2 separate regions of the Mus musculus genome follow, and region 2 is linked to region 1. The links are chromatin contacts, called in public Hi-C maps. All regions are on one chromosome and are shown on one strand. The core of a region is the stretch at or near the end of the contact, and the rest is flanking DNA. Distances in the headings are between cores, read along the strand shown.

Evidence for each region. A called contact is a pair of places that touch in the nucleus more often than the background predicts.
Region 2: a Hi-C map of Sertoli cells shows a contact between it and region 1, with 4 times the contacts expected there. The contact joins the promoter of 6030498E09Rik here to the enhancer-like site in region 1. A contact is called at or near these places in 1 of 484 Hi-C or Micro-C datasets (Sertoli cells), 1 of 115 datasets of contacts at active chromatin or transcription factors (embryonic stem cells) and 2 of 9 other capture datasets (adipose tissue and pancreatic islet).

What each region holds. Positions count from the first base shown.
Region 1 is chrX:38,734,339-38,737,695 of GRCm38.p6, reverse strand. No RefSeq gene overlaps it. Among named protein-coding and RNA genes, the nearest start is that of 6030498E09Rik, 37 kb to the left of the region's middle. Within about 2 kb of position 1,990, at least 33 of the 459 cell types and tissues checked have an H3K27ac peak or open chromatin away from gene starts, as enhancers often do. A contact at or near this core is called in Sertoli cells, where this site is marked.
Region 2 is chrX:38,771,357-38,774,525 of GRCm38.p6, reverse strand. It overlaps 6030498E09Rik (RIKEN cDNA 6030498E09 gene), which reads right to left and starts at 1,746. Exons shown (of 4, transcript NM_183126.2): 1 at 1,668-1,746.

The DNA of each region.
Region 1 (3,357 bases), core at 741-3,240:
CAAACATCTTCTGAAATACTCCCTCTGCAAAGGTAACTGCTTATACCGCTCGCTCTTAGCTAAATAAATGTCTGTTAAATTGGGGGAGTTTGTGTTAACTTAGGGTTGAATGATCAGCAGAAGGGAAAAAATTAGAATTGTCAGCCAATGAAATACACTGAAGGAAGAATTATAGGGGATTATTTAAAAAGCATTGTAAGGAATTATTAAGTATGCTATAATTAAAGAACATGATGAGTAGGCCATGCCTAAAATGCCTGTGTCTCCTTGGGGTTATCTTGGGTCTAGGGGCTGGCTTTTCTGTTTAGAAGCTAAAAAAAAAAAAAAAAAAAAAACCCTGTATTTTGTCAACCTGCATTGAGGAGGGTGGATTTTTCTGAGAAATTAACTCCTACCCAGCAAACTCATAGGCAATAACTCTAGATAACTGTGCACCCACGTAACTAACTCCCTGGTGTGGCTAACTTGCTGGTGCTGTCATAGTGACAGAAGAGGGGGCCAGCCAGAGATGGAACACCGGATGCACAGATTTTTAACTTAGAGGGAAGAAGGGGTTTTTCGGGCAATCTGAACAGGGGCACTGCTCACATAGGCCCTTCCTGGGCATCTGTGCATGTTGTAAACATCTGTAACCACTATAGGAAACATTCTGCTTTGCCCAGGTTTTCAGCACTGTTTTGAACAAGTGTTTAACTGTGGCAAAGCACCTGCTGGTTAGGGGGAAGGAAAGATGCATCAACTAAAGAACTTTACATTGATAAGAAGAAGCAGAGTGAGAGTTTGCTTTGAGTGAGATGAAAAAGCTTTCTATGTTATATCTTGGGTATTCTAAGTATCTGGGCTAATATCCACTTATCAGTGAGTACATATCATGTGAGTTCTTTTGTGATTGGGTTACCTCACTTAGGATGATGCCCTCCAGGTCCATCCATTTGCCTAGGAATTTCATAAATTCAATTTGTGAAACTCATGAAACTCAAGAAGAACAAAGACCAAAGTGTGGACACTTTGCTCCTTCTTAGAATTGGGAACAAAACACCAATGGAAGGAGTTACAGAGACAAAGTTGGGAGCTGAGATGAAAGGACGGACCATCTAGAGACTGCCATATCTAGGGATCCACCCCATAGTCAGCTTCCAAACGCTGACACCATTGCATACACTAGCAAGATTTTGCTGAAAGGACCCAGATATGGCTGTCTCTTGTGAGACTAGGCCGGGGCCTGGCAAACACAGAAGTGGATGCTCATAGTCAGCTATTGGATGGATCACAGGCCCCCCAATGGAGGAGCTAGAGAAAGTACCCAAGGAGCTAAAGGGGTCTGCAACCCTGTAGGTGGAACAACAATATGAACTAACCAGTACCCCGGAGCTCTTGTCTCTAGCTGCATATGTATCAAAAGATGGCCTGGTCGGCCATCAGAGGAAAGAGAGGCCCATTGGTCATGCAACCTTTATATGCCTCTCAGTATAGGGGAACGCCAGGGCCAAGAAGTGGGAGTGGGGGGAGGGGAGTGGGGGTGAGGGTATGGGGAACTTTTGGGATAGCACTGGAAATGTAAATGAAGAAAATACCTAATTAAAAAAATACGAGTTAAAAACAAAAAAGAAAAAGCTTTCTATGGACTTGAGCAAGGGAGTGGCGGGATCTGACTTACAAAGAATCCTCTACTATGGGAAGGATAGACTTTAGACAGGCAAGGGTGGAAGCAGAGATATGACATACACATATCCTCTCACTCAATCCTCCTAATAGTCTGTGTTGAAGATATTATTTACTCCAGCCTGTAAGGAAAAAGCACAAGCTCAGAGATATGAAATAGGTTGCCTGTGAACACCGAGTCAATAAACAGTTAAATCAGGGAAAGAATTAGATATTTGGGACCCATGCTTTAACCCAGGTGTCCTCAGACTTTCTTGTACACCAGAGTGACATGATGAATTTGTTTGTGCTGCTAGAATCTTAGCCAAGCCTTGCTCTAAGATCTTGATTGAAAGCATGTGGCTCTGAGCCTAGTAATCAGCAAGCTACAAGCCCCACTGTCAGACTGCATGGTGCTGAGGGTGAAAATGACGGTTTGCAGGGATTCAGAGTTCTTTTTGTGTGACATCCTTGGGCAAGGAAGCTGCCTCCTTCCTCCTCACAGGACACTCAGACTAGACTTAAAAGAAGCGCTGGCCTTGATTCTCTCCTGCTCTTTGATCCTCTTCTGCTTGCTAAAGCTGCTTGGTGAGTTCAAAAGCCCTTCGCAGTGAGGTCAGATCAGGAGAAACTACACAGATGTCTTTCAGTGAGGCACCTATAGCAGCTGCCTTGCATCTCAAAGGAAGAACATGAGTTCTCCCCCAACATGAGACTCCCACATTTGGCAGGAGTAACAAAGCAGCTCTTCCCCGTGAGTACCTTCACAAAGAAAGCATTATCACTGAAGCAAGCTATCTGGGGGGTGAAGGAAAGGCAGCCCTCTGAGGTAGAGTGGACATGCCTAATTGCTTATTATAAGGTATTGGCTTCGCCAATTTTCCATTTTGTCATCCCGGCTGTGACGCATATACCAGTTCCGTATAAAACATGAATCTGGCCTTCTGCCATCCCAGGAGGACTCAAGGACAAGGAAAATTGATGCAGGAATGCTGACATTCGGGTCTGTGAGTAATACAGTGTGATGCAGGAGCCTTCCGTTTTCTTCCACAGCGACAGGCTAGGTTATTAGCTTGCAAGTAGGGTAAAATCAAATCCTAAACCAGACAGAAACAGCAGTCTTTTCAGACGCTGATGCTCTGCATATGGTTTTAGATACTGAACAGATAACAGCAGGGAACACAGCAGAAAAAAGTCTCTTTCTCATGAGGTACATGGTAACTGGAGTCAGGAAAGGGCCCAAATAAACAAGATGGCCAGAGGTAATGATGAGCATTGTGAAGGAAACCAGCAGGGGTAAATGTCCTCATCTGTAAAATGGGGTTGTGGTAAATGTCTATCTCATTGGCAGTCTCCAAGGAATATGGTCTTTTGTTATTATTTTTCCTTCTTTTTCTACCATGGAAACGAAGAGGGGAAAGTGGTTTCCTGGTGTTCTTTGTGAGGGCTGACATAGGACAGAGCAGCAAAAGAGAACAGAAGGGGCTCCCTGCAGCCCCTGTGAGGATGGGGTTCAGCAACAGCATCCCTCCCTAAGCAGACCTCGGGCAGCACGATGATTTCTGAGAAAAAACCTTGGAATGGGGAGTTGGAAATATAACAAGTGAAATAAAAATATAACAAATAAAAAAGTAACTTGAAATTGCAGCCAGTGTATGAATCTTTAGTGTAGCCCTTCTGCTGGTGGGGGAAGCTTCCACAGAAAATACATCTCTC
Region 2 (3,169 bases), core at 497-2,996, 37 kb before region 1:
TGTGCGAAAAGGACACCGGGTCAGGAGTTGCAAGTTTAACTCCATCCTCACTTCTAGCATTGAATGCCTACTGTGCTATCTAGTGGGACTACAAAATGCTGTGTTTGATACTGTTTGAGACGTGGAGAGATTTAATTATTTGTAATAAAGGATTTGGTATGGTCTGTTAATTAAAAAAAAGATGGGAAATATATCTAAATGTATTGTTTGCTGTTGTTGTTGTTGCTGCTGCTGCTGCTGCTGCTGCTGCTTCCTTTTCAGACAAAGTCTCTCTACACATCGCTGGCTTTCCTGAAATCCACTGTGTAGACCAGAGATTTGGCTGTCTTTGCCTCTCAAACTCTGGGATTAAAGGTGTGACTGCCATGGCCAGCCTCCAAATGTATATCTTGAGAACAGTATCATTGCGGTTGATTTGGTTTGCTTTTCCTTATAACTTTTATATTGAAATTTCAAACTGCATAGGCAAGAAGGTGTGAGCTTTTGTATGTAATCAAGAGGTAGCCAAAGGTTATCAATGCTGTTGCTGATTCTCTTTTCCAATATTTATACACATGGGGGGAGAGAGACAGAAAGACAAAGAGACAGCTAGAGATGCAGAGACTGACAGAGAAAGAGAGAGCTACAGATCTAAGCTGTAAAATTCCCAACTAGAGACCAGTGAGATGGCTCACTAAGTAAATGGAAGTGTAAGGACCTGAGCTGGCATCCCCCAAACCTATATTTAAAAGTATCTGTACAGGCTCCCACCAGCAGCTAATGGTGGTGCAGAGACCCACAGCCAAACATTACGTGCAGAGAGAGCCCAAATTGCCCTCCATCAGGTCCTTCTCCTTGGAGCACCACACCAGGAGAAAGCGGCCCATGAACATCAACTAAGCAGGGCTCATAGGGGCTCACAGAGACTGAAGTGGCACTCCCAGAGCCTGCAGGGGTCCGCACCAGATCCTCTACATATATGTTGGGGTTGGTAGCTTGGTGCTCTTGTGGGCTTCTCTCTGACTCTTTTGCTGCTTGAAGCACTGGAAAAACCACAGGCACCATCTTATACAGGAAGTGGGACCCAGCTTGATTCTCTCAGGCAACTGCTAGTGACACTTTGGCTAGAACCTGAGGCTATGATCTCCTTGCGTCTGGTTTTCAAATAAAGGCCTAAGGAAGCTTGAAGGGAAGCGATGAGATGAAGAAGTGATCGAGCAGAATCCCTTGAGTGTCACTCCGTACCAGGGCACACATAGAAGGCAGCAAGAAATGCTTCTCTCTTCCCCCATCCCTTTCACCCCGGGTGGAAAACAGACAGTGATAAGCCTCAGCCTCGTATCTGTCCCAGCGGGGAACTGTTTGCCATTCGCCTTTACATTACACTGGGGGTGGGGGGACCTGTTTTCCCATTGTAAACTCCCAGACCTGAGCTAGACTTCAGATAGGAAATCCTTCAAGCTGCCAAAGTCACCTACTATGCACATGGAAGGATGTAAGAGACCAGATACAGGAGTGACAAAGATGTGCTGCTCAGATCCCACTTTGTAGAACAACGTCCACTCAGCTGTGGGACAACATGGAGTTTTCCATTCCTTTCGGGTCTGTCTCAGTTGCAAAGAAGTGCCTCAGCTGAGCTCATGGCCCACCTCGGGTGGTCAGAATCCAATGACTGAACAAAGACTTACCCAAGACAGTTCTGATGAACCGTCCTTGCTCCACAGCCTGTTTGCTAAGCCGGCCAAGCTTCTTCCTCTGCTGGATCCTGCGTCCTTTCGGTTCTCTGGTGTTGAGTTCCTAGATAGCAACTGCTGTCTCAGCACCTGCTTCCTGACAAGCCCACTTGTAGGCACAGATAAGGCCTGTTCAGCGACAGAATCAAGTATGCTGGGAACGGAAAAGGGCACGTGATTTCAGCTTGAATGGTCCCCAGGTGGCAGAAGGTTGATTTACTCTGGCCACTGACACGGAGAACAACATAGCATTGTTCAGTATCCTGAAATCCTGAAAGCGAGGGAAAACCTGATAGCAAAAGGGCAAGGCAGCAAGGGAGATCATGTCCTTGGAAAGAAGTAGCCATCAATGTCATGGACGACTTAAATGAATTACAATGCGCCACTGTACTAAAATAAGTCATAGCTTTTCAAAAGGAAGAGATAAAAGTGCGTTTACTACATGAGAGAATGTCCAAAATATGTTGTCTGAATTTTATAAAGAAAATTCGGGGCTGGATTTTATTTGACATGACCCCCTTTCATAAAGTTAGCACAATATAATGACATTTTAAATACATTTGAATTCTAATAATAGGAAATAATATATTTTCAACCTGGCTTATGTACTATTGAATACTGCAAGTCTCCCTAAATTCAAATACCACCGTGGAGCTTGAAAGCTTGACAGCCAAGTGAATCATATGCTAGGTTTCTGCTTTTGCCACATGGTGGCACCACTTTAGCTGATAGACAGGAATTCTGGCCTTCCTTTGTCAAGACTGATCTGGAATAGGGCAAATTTCTACTTATGTGGAGCCCTTGGGAATACAGTTCTCACATGAAACGCAGTTGTCATGAATACTGACAAGCAGACTCTCTGGCGGGGGGAGGGGGGGAGTACCAAAGCTAACTGTGATTATTTCTGGAGAATTCAGAGAAAGATGCCGATAAACTGTCTCATACTTATGATTTATAATTTTAATTTTCTGCTTTTATATTCAGTAAAAAAATGTACAAAACAAAATTACTTCTGATTACACACACACACACACACACACACACACACACACTGCCTTCTTTGAATTCTTGGTTAAAAACTCCAAGATGCTTCAAATGCCAGAGAGATGACAGTGATGACAGCGAGCACACACTAGGTGGAGTAAGGGCATGGCATCCTCTGGTCATGCATCTTGGAGTGCTCCAAACATTAAGGAGCCGAAGCCAGAAGACTGCATGTCACAGCACTCTGACTCTGACTCTAACCCTAACCAAGTCTCTACTGCATCCAAGGTGTTGGTTTGCTCCAGGCTTCCTGTGCTCAGCACCCTCAAGCTCAGCAGGCAACCAGAAAACAGACACCCTCATCCTTGTTCCTCTTGTGAAGCTGGACCTTCCATCAGTCTCAGGGTAGGCAAAAACTTGGGGACAAACAGGACTATTAGAATTGATGAGCAGCCCCACAGTAGAGCTCAGAA